Linked DNA regions of Zea mays: region 2 is linked to region 1. The links are chromatin contacts, called in public Hi-C maps. All regions are on one chromosome and are shown on one strand. Each heading gives the region's core, a stretch centred on a gene start, on an enhancer-like site or on the middle of the called end of the contact. The rest is flanking DNA. Distances are from core to core; before and after follow the strand shown. Region 1 holds the start of LOC100281460 (serine/threonine-protein kinase NAK). Region 2 holds the start of LOC100284396 (Grx_C8 - glutaredoxin subgroup III).

Region 1 (3,271 bases), core at 470-2,969:
TCTGTTTCTACTCATATCCTTCATTGTTAAGTAACTTACATTAGACGTCTGGCAGCCAGCGTCAATCCTATCCCAACACAAGTTAGGTTTTCGCCTCTGCTCACAACTGCGTCGCCATCGTAGTTCTCTTCATCCCGACCGCCGACGTGCATCTGCGTTCGGGAGAACAGGTCTATAGAACCCTTCGCCTTCGAGATCCTGCACAAGGAAAGGGCGAATAAGGTTTTTGGGAAGCGTCCTCACACGACTGCTCGCGATCTTGTCGTCGACTCTGCTGCTTCAACGTCATCGGCCCTGCTGCTTCGACGTCATCGGCCCCGCTGCTTCGACGTCGTTGACCCTGCTGCTTCCGGCCCGCGTCGTCTACCAGTATGTCTGACCAGTACACATCATCTGATTTGACCTTATACTTCAGTTCATCTGTTATGGTAGAGGTATGTTGCATTTTTATGATTATGCTCTTAGGTAAGCTGTTAGGTTATTTGTTGTGGAACAGACACCTAGACTATTTATTGTTGATCATGATTTATATTCGGAATTTAATCTAAAAAATGCCTAATATTTCAACAACTTATAAGTATGGAATGAGGTAATTAGATGCTACATACAAAATGTAATTTTTATGGAGATGGAGAGTTAAATAGAGTCAAAAAATGAGAGTCCTTAGAGATGCTCTTTATGTATACAACCAAATAGCCCCCTTTATTTTCTGATTATGGCGGATTAAGGGTGGAGTTTTATTATGCACTTCAGTACCGATCGAAACAATAGGCGAACGGCGAGGTGTAATGAGAATAATTTATATCAAAAGAGCAATCGCGCGATTGATGGGAGTGAGAAAAGGAATGTAACGATACGTATGATCTCCTAGGTTTGACTGGATGATATGGGAGATTCAATTTCCTATATAACTACTACGTGATTACCGATTTTTAATATCTAATTATGCGGAAGGATTAATAGGTAGTCGATATTGAATGGGTCGCAGGGGTCTTCACCACGCCAGATACACAAATCTGTTTGCGTATTTTTAGTTAAAAATAAAATAGACTAAACATGTAGAATACAATAGATATTAATATATATATATATATATATATATATTTAAATAGGGAGAATCACTTATTATAGTGAGCAGATATAAAGAGGTGTTTGGTTTCTAGTAACTAATTTTAATTTCTTTATTTTATTATATTTTAGTCTTAAATTAACAAATATGAAAATCAAAACTATATTTTAGTTTTTATATTTAACAATTTATGACTAAAATGGAATAAAATAAAGAGACTAATTAGTCTATAGAAACCAAATATCTCAAGTCAACTGGACGGTTAAAATAATTAGTCGATACAAAATCAGTAGTACTCTGCAGCCACCTCAGACAAAAAAAAAGTAGCGCGTGTGAAAGAGCCGACATCTGATTTGGACATGGGCTGTACTCCATTTGCATGTTGCTGCTCAACAATTTATTCCTCAAACCATCAGTGCAATTGCTAGTATTCTGTTAATTCACATATAAATAGTTACTCCATCTGTTCGAAAATAATAATCGTTTTAATCCTTAATTTCTATGTCTATATTAAATGGATGATAAGATTCAATATTGTAATGCTAAACTTAAGGAACGTTTACTATCTACCATGGAAAATAACAGGCAAAAAAACATAACACGTGCTTGTTGGACACAGATATTTGTTTCAAAAGGGGCAACCTAGATCGCAGAATAATTTTCAGAAAATCCTTGTAAAGTGACAGTGAAGTCTCTCCTAACCTCCCGTTTCCGTCCCACGCTTTCCCGTTTCCGTCCTACCAACCCCATGGAGCCTGGACCTTGAGCCCGAGCATCCTGCCGTGCCTGCTCTGCTATAAGCAGCTGCTGCTGCCCAAAGCAGCCGACGCCACCGCCCACACGTCTCCTCCACCTCCCAATCCCCACTTGTTCGCCTCCCCCCGGCCTCCCTGATCCGTGCCGCCCTCCCCCACCCCGTCAACCAGGAGCGCAGCCGCTTGTCGGTGCGGAAATGCGGGTTCGTCTTGCGGCGCCGCGGTGAGCTATTGATTGCTGGTGGTAGCTCGCCCCGGGCACCGGCGATGGGCTGCTTCCCGTGCTTCGGCTCCACGCGCGAGGAGGAGCTCAAGTACTACGGATCCAAGGGCCCCGGCGGAGGCAATGGCGGTGGTGGGCGAGCGACCGCGTCCTCGTCCTCGTCCGCTGCAGCTGGTGGTGGAGGCGGCCGGGTAGAAGAGGCCGTGGTGGCGCCGCCGCGTGCTCAGAGGGGCCCCGCAGGTGCGTGTTGTTTATGCGCGTCTCCGTCTCTCCCTGAGAACTGGGATCCTTCCGCTTGGTTTGTTGTTGGGATCGGAACCGGATCCGGCCGAGGTTTGATGCTCCGTGTTAGTCTCTTCGCGGTGGTTGGGTTGGTACGAATGGAGCGGCTGATTCTTGTGCATGTTGATGTGATTGAGGGAAATGACAGGAACGATTCTGTGTTTCCTTCAGATCTTTTTACAGTATTATTAGAAGGGGGGAAAGGTATCGACTTGTATCTCCAAATTCAGAAACGTGATGATAATCCGTTGATTAGAGACCGGGATATGTTTTCTATTATGATTAGTATATTTGCTTGCTTGCTGAGTTGCTGGGGTATGACTGTCTTGATCTGCATGATCATGTAGACAATGCATATGTGCAGGGGCCGACAAGACACGAGCTAAAGGCAATGCTGGCTCGAAGAAGGAGCTTTCAGTACTCAGGGACGCCAGTGGCAATGTCATCTCTGCTCAGACCTTCACCTTCCGCCAGCTTGCAGCCGCAACGAAGAACTTTAGAGATGAATGCTTCATTGGGGAGGGAGGGTTTGGGCGCGTTTACAAGGGCCGCCTTGACATGGGCCAGGTAATGAGCTTTGTTGTCAAAACGGGGCCTCGACTTTTCTTGTTTCATGCTGTTGGACTAGTACAAAAGTGGCTCAGTCGTACCAATGGCGTCATTGATCTCTCTAGGACATTCAAGAAAAAGCAGTGTTTGCACATGTGTGGTGGATGCCCACAGGCACAAAAAAATATGTGTTCACCTATAGCTGATCCAACTTGTACTGGCCTGATAAATTAGGACACTATGGACTGTTATGTAGGTCCTTCATTTTTAATTCACAGGATGAATGACATGAAACAGACTAACAAGTTTTGCTTGCCATTTGATTTGCATACAATGACTTGAAATCCTGAACTGCAAGATGAGACACTGCATTAGTATTTTACTGAAATGATG
Region 2 (3,271 bases), core at 526-3,025, 410 kb before region 1:
GACTAAAGAGTCTTGATGCATTAGTCGTTATTAGTATCTCCAATCGGAACTAATATACTCTTTAATCTCAATTAGTGTTGTCTACTGGGACTAAATAAAGGTGTCTCGAGCATTAATTCAAAAGAGTATTTCCTTATATAAATGAGATGTGTGTTGTAGGTGACATGATCGCACTTACTTGAAGGCTGATGTAAGAGATCCAGGTATTCGAATCTCATACCTCCTGAACCGAGACAAATCATATTGAACCTATGGTTTCAGATTCGAAATCCCGGTTGAGAAACCGGGACTATATGCCCTTTGTTAAGTAGGCCTAAAGACCATTTAAGGTGAATATAATATTATATGACAGTAGCAAAAAATTAGCTGTCTTTAAATCTTCCTTTCTCTTTCATTTTCACTGTTCCATATTTTGAAAGGTTCATTCGTCCTATTCTACTATCCAGGACCAAGAGATCCTAGATATAAAATTAGTTTCTTCTGATTCTAACGTGGCAAACAATTTCTATAATTAAGACTCACTTTTGGTTCATAAACCATTTATGTCAATCCCATTAGTGCATGCCAAAGTATTGTTAATCTCTACTAGCTATATAAACAGCAGTTTTCACGGTTCCTCGGTCGTCGACTCGTCATGCGTCACCTTACTCTTCCCGCTTTATACAAAAATAAAGTAAAATTATACATAAGCGGGGTTCAGACCTTAGATGTTGGCTTCACATTCACACCCACTAACCAATAGAACACACATATTTTTTTGTTTATTAAAATAACGTCTACCTAGTGCAATGTACGAGTATCTGACTAATTTACTTAACGCCCCGTTTGGATCATTAAAATTGAATTCCATTCTAATAATATTAATTTAGACATATATCAATTAAGCTAACTCGGTTTTATGTAAAATATATTTATATATTATTATCAGCAAGATGTCGGAGATATTTATGTGCTATATTTTTACTATGGAGGAGTGCGACAAAGAGTATCATGTAAGTTACAGAGTAGAACAAATTGTACTAATGCAGAAAATAATTTCCTATTCCCCATCCCATGAATTTGAGATAGGCTTATATCTAAACTTTGGAAAGTGGTGGAATGTTAAATTCTAAAATAAATAAGGTACTTTATTAAGTAAATTCCAATTTCTCTAAAATGAAGGGATCCAAATGCTTCGTAAAAGAATTTTTAATAACCATGTACTCCTACTCTTTATACCACTAGCAGGATAGGATCAGAGAACTCAGGGCTGATTTGGTGGTTAAGGATTCCAAGGGGATCTATGGGGAGAAATCCCTTATAATTCAATTTTGAATAAAAAACGATTTCCTCTCTATGAATTCTCTCGGGATCTTTAGGGGGTGTTTGGTTTGAGGAATCACTCAATCCAAAATGAGGTGGTGCGTCATAGGTCCATTCCTCAAATTTGGTGAGATTATCTCATTCCTCATATTACTACTAACTAACTATCTATGAGGAATGAGATAGTGATGGATCAACTCATTCCATTCTACAAACCAAACAAAAAAGTGAGAAGTGAGAAGATAATGGACTAGCTCATTCCTCGAACCAAACACCCTATTAATCACCAGATCAGCCCTCAGAGTAACCAAAGTACACCTAGCCCATACAAGCGACGGGCCGAGATGGGAGGATTATTTTTAGAGTAAACAAGTTGAGTTCAGCTTTAAAGCTACTTGCGCCCACAAAACTACCAGAACGCCCCTGACCGACCCCGCTCCTCTATATATACGCGCAGCTCGTCTCACTTCTCGCTTGCCAGCCCAGCCCTCAAGCAACACGACGCATTGCACTAGCTAGACCTTGGGCTCGCAAACCTCACACACCCTTCCGCTTAACCTGCAGCCCTTCGATCATCATCAGCACTCAGCAGTAGCATAGGCATCAAGGTAGAGACCCCGACAATGCAGTACGGCGCGGCGGCGGCGGAGCAGGCGTGGTCGTACATGCCGGTGGTGGCACCGTCGTCGGCCGTGGAGACGGCGGCGGAGCGCGTGGAGCGGCTGGCGTCGGAGAGCGCGGTGGTGGTGTTCAGCGTGAGCACCTGCTGCATGTGCCACGCCGTGAAGCGCCTCTTCTGCGGCATGGGCGTGCACCCGACGGTGCACGAGCTGGACCACGACCCGCGGGGCCGCGAGCTGGAGCGCGCCCTGGCCTGCCTCCTCGGCGCCTCCGGAGCCTCGGCGGCGGGCGCGCCGGTCGTGCCCGTCGTGTTCATCGGCGGCAGGCTGGTCGGCGCCATGGACCGCGTCATGGCCGCGCACATCAACGGCACCCTCGTGCCGCTGCTCAAGGACGCCGGCGCGCTCTGGCTGTGATCTCATCGCCGGCCGCTAGCTACTAGCCATTGCCGCCGTTGCAGCTGTTCGATCGGGGGGCTAGCTGATAGTAAGGCAGGTTACTTATTAATTAATACACCCAAAGTAGTGAGTTATTAATCATAGAGTGCGTGCGCTTGTGTGTTTGTGTGTGTGTTAGTGGGTGTGAGAGAGAGAGGTCGGTGATTCTTTTTACTGATGCTGCCTCCGTCTTGTGTGTGGGAGCTAGCTAGTTAGATCGTGCTTGCATGCCCACGCGCGTATGTACGAGTGTGTGTGCACTGCTACTGCTACTGCTAGCTAGGTTTGGTCGGTGCTAGAAGAGATCGATCGGTTTAGTGTTCTTCTCTTCCATGCATCTTATTAATCAGTTTGGCTTGGGGTTCCGGCCCCTCGTCTTTGTGTTTTCATATCAGAGCCATGCGTGCGTGCACTGGACAAACGAGTTGTGTGACAGTTGCCAAGAACGGAATCCGAATTTACTCCATCCGTTCTAAATTATATAATTCGTTTGACTTTTTTATCACAAGTTTGAACGACTCGTCTTATTAAAAAACTAATAATTATTATTAAGATTTACTATGATACTGTTTCGCGAATAATATACTAAGTATAACTGTGAAATTTTTATTTTTTTTACAAATTTTTAAATAAGATGAGCGGATCAAACTTGTCTAAGGGTTTAGGGATGGAGTATTAAATTGCCACTCGACATGCATCTCTTTCAATTACTCGTTACGTTTATATATATATATATATATATATATATATATATATATATATATATATATATATATATATATATATATATATATATATATATATATATATATATATATATATATATATATATATATATATATACGCTAATCTAAAAGGTGAAAAGTGCTAATATCGATATATCAACAACCTTTCTACATACCCATCTACTT

The links. A called contact is a pair of places that touch in the nucleus more often than the background predicts.
Region 2: a contact with region 1 is called in a Hi-C map of ear, with 3 times the contacts expected there. The contact joins the promoter of LOC100284396 here to the promoter of LOC100281460 in region 1. A contact is called at or near these places in 2 of 25 Hi-C or Micro-C datasets (ear and tassel).

The regions. Positions count from the first base shown.
Region 1 is chr2:69,032,224-69,035,494 of Zm-B73-REFERENCE-NAM-5.0, reverse strand. LOC100281460 (serine/threonine-protein kinase NAK) reads left to right here and starts at 1,719. Exons shown (of 5, transcript NM_001154378.3): 1 at 1,719-2,287; 2 at 2,694-2,896. The coding sequence starts at 2,092.
Region 2 is chr2:69,437,472-69,440,742 of Zm-B73-REFERENCE-NAM-5.0, reverse strand. It overlaps LOC100284396 (Grx_C8 - glutaredoxin subgroup III), which reads left to right and starts at 1,775. Exons shown (of 1, transcript NM_001157291.2): 1 at 1,775-2,749. The coding sequence starts at 1,926. The coding sequence ends at 2,339.